2 separate regions of the Mus musculus genome follow, and region 1 is linked to region 2. A link is a contact called in public Hi-C data. All regions are on one chromosome and are shown on one strand. The core of a region is the stretch at or near the end of the contact, and the rest is flanking DNA. Distances in the headings are between cores, read along the strand shown. Region 1 overlaps Ccdc170 (coiled-coil domain containing 170). Region 2 has its middle 9.0 kb from the start of Ccdc170.

The links. A called contact is a pair of places that touch in the nucleus more often than the background predicts.
Region 1: a contact with region 2 is called in a Hi-C map of uterus. The contact joins two enhancer-like sites. A contact is called at or near these places in 2 of 39 promoter capture datasets (the 3T3-L1 cell line and 3T3-L1-derived adipocytes), 5 of 484 Hi-C or Micro-C datasets (adipose-derived mesenchymal stem cells, embryonic stem cells, liver and 2 more), 1 of 115 datasets of contacts at active chromatin or transcription factors (embryonic stem cells) and 2 of 9 other capture datasets (adipose tissue and liver).

What each region holds. Positions count from the first base shown.
Region 1 is chr10:4,557,764-4,561,089 of GRCm38.p6, reverse strand. It overlaps Ccdc170 (coiled-coil domain containing 170), which reads right to left. Exons shown (of 11, transcript NM_001370992.1): 10 at 2,357-2,593; 11 at 1-191. Among named protein-coding and RNA genes, the nearest start is that of Gm22739, 75 kb to the right of the region's middle. Within about 2 kb of position 1,824, at least 12 of the 459 cell types and tissues checked have an H3K27ac peak or open chromatin away from gene starts, as enhancers often do. A contact at or near this core is called in uterus, where this site is marked.
Region 2 is chr10:4,471,878-4,475,223 of GRCm38.p6, reverse strand. No RefSeq gene overlaps it. Among named protein-coding and RNA genes, the nearest start is that of Ccdc170, 9.0 kb to the left of the region's middle. Within about 2 kb of position 1,508, at least 14 of the 459 cell types and tissues checked have an H3K27ac peak or open chromatin away from gene starts, as enhancers often do. A contact at or near this core is called in uterus, where this site is marked.

The sequences.
Region 1 (3,326 bases), core at 575-3,074, 86 kb before region 2:
CAGTGTGAGCAGCTGCCTTGCTCAGCAGCCATGTCTTGGAGGCAGGCACAGGGAACAAAGTGGTGGTGGTGGTGGTGGCGGTGTGAATGGAGCAGTCTTTCCAGACACTTGATGATCTCATAGTCGGGAGGATCGTGAGAGGTCATGTTCAAGCCCAGCATACTGGAAACCACCTCTCTGAAGTCTGCCAGCTGCAATAGCAAGCAGAGACACATTAGCTGGGAAAGAAAAAACAAAAACACACCACCATTGCTGGGTCAAGTGCAACAACAATAGCAAGAAAGGAACCCTTAGATTTGCATGAGGTAGGCAAATGACCCACTCTACCCTGAGTTCTCTAAATTATGAATAAGTAGGCTTGCCTGCTAAATGATCTCTAAAATCCCTGCAGGTTCCCCAAGCCTCAGAATTTTCATAATCTCTTGCGAGTCAATGTGTGCATTTGCTACTGAGACGAGACCCCCGACACACACACACACACAAGAGACAATCGTTTCTGAGACTCTGACCTCACTAAGTCTGTTCAGAAATCCTGGATGAGCAAAACGATTAACTGAGAACACGCTCTGTGGCCTGACAAGGGACTCTACAAATGTTGATGTGAGTGGAGAAACATTTCTGCATTTGAGACATTAACAGGGAAATGGGGTTCTGAAACTCAAGACAAGGAGTAAGCTTTTGAAAACAGGAGGGCTTCTCGGTCCTTCTTAAACCAAAGACTGCTGCCTCAGTGTGTGGTTCTAACACTGGGCTGATCTGAAGCTACTAGGTGTATGGTAAAGGGAAAGTAGAAGCCAGGGGCAATGGTTATAATGGGCCCCACTGTTGTAGTAAATCTTATTCTGGGGGTTGCTATATTTAGCCTTTGAGTACCTAGCATCACCAGGCCAACCCCCGATATATTGCCTCTCTTCACGTCCTCCCAGGGTGGTTTCCATTGCCCTAGGTTACCATAGACAAAACAGGGGTATTTAGGTAAGCCCTCACTAAATATCTTCTATTTCAGAAAAGATGGCATGCACATCAAGAGTGCAGCCTGCAGACGGAGTGCCATCAGAAGAACACCATCCAAACACGCCAACCCCATGTTCATTTATCTCCAATTTCCTTCCCATGAATGGTCCAGCGTGGGAGATGAGAGGTTCTTATTTGCACACCACACCTTCAAAGTGTATATGGAAGCATCATCCTCGGTGGGATGGTACTGGCTTTATGAGCTAATTAGGCTTGGTTGAGATTATGATGTTGGCTTCTCTAAGACAAAATTGGTATCCTTATCAACGGATAACCACAGCTTTTACCATTTGAGGGTTTGGGAAGACATCATATGTAAACTTGACTCTCAAACCTATAGACCTAAGAGAAATAACTGCCCTGCTTATTATGAGCTGCCCTGATTCCTACACTTTGCTCAAGCACCCAAATAGAATAAGGTACCAGTCTAGTCTCCCAAATGCAAGCGCTTCCCTCAGAGTTTCCCACTCTCTTGAATATGGCCAAAACTCACAATTCCTGAGATGTTTTCTTCCTGAGAACGCTTGCCCTTAGAGCTTGGCTCTTCCCAGCTCTGCCTGACACATGAGCCAAAGCAGAGTGGAGGAAAGAAAAAAAAAATCCCTAGGACCAGAGACCGTTCTCTGCCCTTTTCAGCTTCAGAAAGTGACACACTAGTCAAAAGCAGTAGGGGTCAGACTGCCCGGGACAGAGTTCTTTATGTTTGACCTGATGTGCTCATGAGATAAGATTCTCCTTGTAACCAGCCAGCCAGCCAGCCAGCGTGTACTTTTTTTATGGCTTACATCTGTGCTTGGTCAACCATGAAGTCTGTGCCACTGTTGGAGATTGGAGGCTGTTTTCCTGCAACTGATCTCTGTGGGAGATACGGCTTCTCTGAGCTCCAAGGCCTGCTTAACATTAAATGTGATGAGGCAATCTCCAGACAATTATCAAATGCAGTTGGAAGCATCTCATCACCCCCAGACGAGGATTCACACTAGCTTTCTAATGCTTTGATAAGAGCATTAGTTTTTGTTTCTTTCTTATAGTCTATGCCATGAAGCATGAACTGCTCTTCTTGGCCAAGAAACTCATAATGATTATTGGCTTGCCAAAAAGATGCTGGGGAGTGGGCAGATATGTTGAGATGATATAGAAACCGCTACACATTGTGTTGGAAGAAATGTATGACTAATGCTTTCTTTAGAGGCACACATGCAAAATTAGAAGGCCACACGGGAGCTAAGCATGGTCCTGCACACGGATGGCATACAAGTTCGCAAAGCAGTCCAAAGCTTTAAGTATGACTATGCATATAGCTTTTCAACCATCCTGTCCTGTCCTGAAGATTTATATCTACCTGCATTCCTCTCCTCTCCGCTTCATCCAAAGACTTCCTCAGGGTCTTCAGTTCAAGGCTGGCCAACTCTATCATGGCTCTGCTTCTTTCCTGGTGTGCTCGAGCCTCCTGCTCTGTGTTTTCCAGCTCAGACATGACCAACATGAGCTTTTTCTCTGCATTCTCCTTCATCTTCTCCAGCTCGTCTCGGGATTGATTTAAATCTTCAATGGCTTTGGTCTGTTCCAAGGTTTTAATCTAAGAAGTCAAGAGCATGATGATAATTTCCCTTGTACTTTCTTAAGAGAACTGGATACAAAGATAACTGGGAAGTCAGTGGAATTCCCTTAACTTTTTTTATGAATGAACAGTGGACTTCATCCCAAGCAGCTATGCAGACCTTACAAGACAGCATGGGCTGGATAAGCATGACTTCAGTCCTTATAGCTTATAAACAATAGAGTGGAGTAGCCTTATTTAAAACATCAAGCCACTAAAATGGCAGGCAGCATGGCTGGATTGAAATGGCTAGAATAAACCTGGGAGCAAGTTGGATTTTCTGTGCTACCCAGTGGAACCCTGTGCCTTGCAGATAAACAATAGCAGCAGCAAAATGCCTCCTCTTTTTGTGGCGTCACAGGGGGGCCCCTCAGAAGGTCTCTCTCATTGCTGTAGGGGGGATCTCTATAGGACGTTACACATTCAGAAGAATCTCCAGATGTGGACATGAGGCAAAAGATGCCATTGAATCCTGGGCAGACAAAGGGCAGAGATGGTCCCCAGCTGGAGACTCACCCCAGAGCCTTAAAGCCCTAGGGGAGGTTCCTGGGATGGGAGATGTGTCCTTGGGAGTTTGAGATCACACTAACTGCTTACAAAATAACTCAAGTAAGGAAGTGTCACATCCAGCACAGCTCCAAGGACAGACCCAATGGGGAAAGTGAAGGAATAAAGAAAAGATGAAAAGACAGACAAACAGAGAGACAGATGA
Region 2 (3,346 bases), core at 259-2,758:
CATTTTTGGCTTAGAGTACAGAATAGAGAATTCCTCCAATAAGAACTAGAAAAGCAATGTATTTGTTCTTATTCTACTGGACCAGAAACTGTGAAAGATCGCAGGCTTAAATTATTTTAACTAAATGCACACGAATATAATTTTAAAGGCTCCTCTAGGGGCTGGTGAGATGGCTCAATGGGTAAGAGCACTGACTGCTCTTCCAAAGGACCTGAGTTCAAATCCCAGCAACCACATGGTGGTTCACAACCACTCATAATGAGATCTGACGCCCTCTTCTGGTGCATCTGAAAACAGCTACAGTGTACTTATGTGTAATAGTATATAAATCTTAAAAAAAAAAAAGGCTCCTCTTTGCTTTGGGAAAAGGATCTTTAGAAAGGAGTTGAAAACATTTCACTTTTCCAGATAGATAGATAGATAGATAGATAGATAGATAGATAGATAGATAGATAGATAGATAGTGAGTCAGGGTGTGTCTGTTCTGGAACTTGCTCTGTAGACCAGACTGTCCTTGAACTCACAGATCCATCGACTTCTGCCTCCCAAGTGGTGGGATTAATGGTGTGTGCCACCACTGCCCAACTGAAAACACCTGACTTCTAAGAGCAGACATCAAGCTGGCTGCAGAGATACATGCATTTAATACCAGCATTTAAGAAGTAGAGTCATGAACATCAAGGCCACCCATGGTTACTAGGCTACACACCTCACAATCATAGAGGGCTATACAAAGCATTTGCTGTACTAACCTGATGACACATGTTCAATCCCTAGAATTTACACATAAGTATACATACATACATACATACATACACACACACACATACACACACACATACACACACACATACATATATATACAACCACACAAGAAAATAAGTGATTTAAAATTTTCTAATTTTTTTAAATTAAAAACACAAACCTATAGACCTCCTCTTCTTAAACCACAGTAGTAATATGCAGAATGCCTTTTAAAAACCTAGTGTCTCCTGAGCCAAAAGATGACCTTAACCTAATTAACTATCATCATATTTAAGGAAACTATATGGTCAACCTCGTCCACGTGGCTCCACAGTGGACGCCAGAGACCTCAATCACTAACGCCTTGACCCTTTGGTGGCTTTGTTTATCATCTAAAATAATAAGTGGACATTTTGTTTTGAAAGATCAAGGCTCTGCTCTCAACACAGCAGCAAACAGAGCCTGCTAGAGCCAGAGGGATCTAAGAACTTCACGTTCTTCTGTACAACTATGCCCAGATGCACGCCCTAGACTAGCGCCACTCTCAGCCTTGGTCTGAGGTTTTTACAGTGGGCAGCAGTTCATAGAGAGCCACAGAGGTGACTGCTGAGTGTTCAGCTCTAAACTGACAGCTGTGGCACATCCTCATTACATCTCAGAGAACATCTGGAAGAGAGAGCTGAAAAAATGCAAGAGCCAGATGAGGAGAGGAACTCGGTGAAATGCTGACGTCTGGGCATGACGTGACCATTGCGCTCGCTCGTGAAGCGCCAGCCGGCAGCTGTCCTCTACAGCAGACCTGCACTGCATCAGGCCTGTCAACATTCTGGCCTGGCTGAGTGGGAAAGGGGCTCACCAGGCCTCACCCCTGGCTGAGGAGCTATTGGCAGTTAGAGCTGCTGAGGGATGAAAGGGCCATTTTTCAGGGGTGGTAAGATGCCAGTAGTCCAGTCAATAATACCATGCCCACACTCATGTAAGCAACCTTAATTAAACTCAGAGGATCATAAAAATGATATATACATACATATATACATATACACATACACATGTATACATACAAACATACATTCATTCATACACATATATATTCATACATAATAAAAGAAGAGGAAAACATTAGGAAGAAGGGATCCAGAGGGATAGGAGAGGGTTGGGGAGGGGGATAATGGCAGTGTGCTCCTTTAATCCCAGCACTCAAGAGCCAAAAGCAGTCAGATCTCTGAGTTTGAGGCCAGCCCAGACTACAGAGTGAGTTCCAGGACAGCCAGGGCTATACAGAAAAACCCTGTCTCAAAACAAAACAACAAGAAAGAGAAAGAAAGAAAGAAAGAAAGAAAGAAAGAAAGAAAGAAAGAAAGAAGAAAGAAAGAAAGAAAGAAAGAAAGAAAGAAAGAAAGAAAGAAAGAAAGAGAGAGAGAGAAAAGAGGGAGGGAGGGAGGGAGAGGGGGAGGGGAGGGAAGGAGGGAGGGAGGGAGGAAGAAAAGGGTTGTATTATAAAATTATCATTATCTAATGATAATTTTAATGACCATTGACAGAAATATTCCACTTTGTGTCAGATTTATCACTATTACTATTATTTCTTCAATGTCATGGAGCCCCATCTATTCGAGCCCTGGTTTATGTATGTGGATGATATGCAAGTGGGTGGGTGAACGCTTGCCATTGTGTACACAGTGGAGGCCCACGGACAATGCTGGACTCCCTTGCCCAGACTTGTCCTCTCTAGGATCCTTGAGCATTTGTAAAATGTCTCTGGAGGTTATCTGTCCAAGAACAGGAGGTTAGCAGCAGACTTAGAGCAACCTCCTTGAAGTTGATCAAGATTACTCCAAAACAATGAAAACTTACTAAGATCAATTTATTAGGAATAACATTATGACTGGGAGGGTGGCTTCCGTATGTAGGGTCAGAGAACAACTCTCTGAAGCCTGCTCTCTTCCTCCACTTTTATTTGAGTTCACAGTACCAAACCTGGGTCACCACACTTGCGTAGAACATCCTTACCCACTGAGCCATCCCCTGCACCCAGAATTCCTCTTGCCAGCAAACGCTGGAGTTCTCAAAGGAAAGAAGGTTAATGGCTCCTTAAAGCATGAAGATAGTTGACTAAACATTAGGGTAAAATCAAGTTTCAAAAGCAAGCGTGATTTCTAAATTAAGCAGAAGCCCCAACTATTTCTGGACCTTTCAAATGTCTTTATCATTTCGGAAAATCTCACAGCTCTGAGGGGAGTTGAGAGGAGTGTGGGATATTCCTGACCCCATTTTAGACATGTTCTGGATTTCTTTTAAAATTATGCCAACTTTCAAGCAAAAAAGAGTTCTTGCTTTTTAAAATCAAGAGGGAAACGTTTCTCACTCACACTGCTTTCTCTCCTAGCTTCTTGTGCTGATCCTAAGATTCCTGCCAAGGGTTTCAAAGCAGCATCCTGAACCCTTTTGATATTTTTCCTAATTCATATGAGGCCAGATTTCATAAGCAATTGTGGGTTAGCCATATGCCTGTATCTATAAAGTGACTCTCCCTTATCCTCCCAGAATATCCAAGTAACATAATGGTCTAAATTTTTGTAAGAGATCCTTATCTTCTGACGAT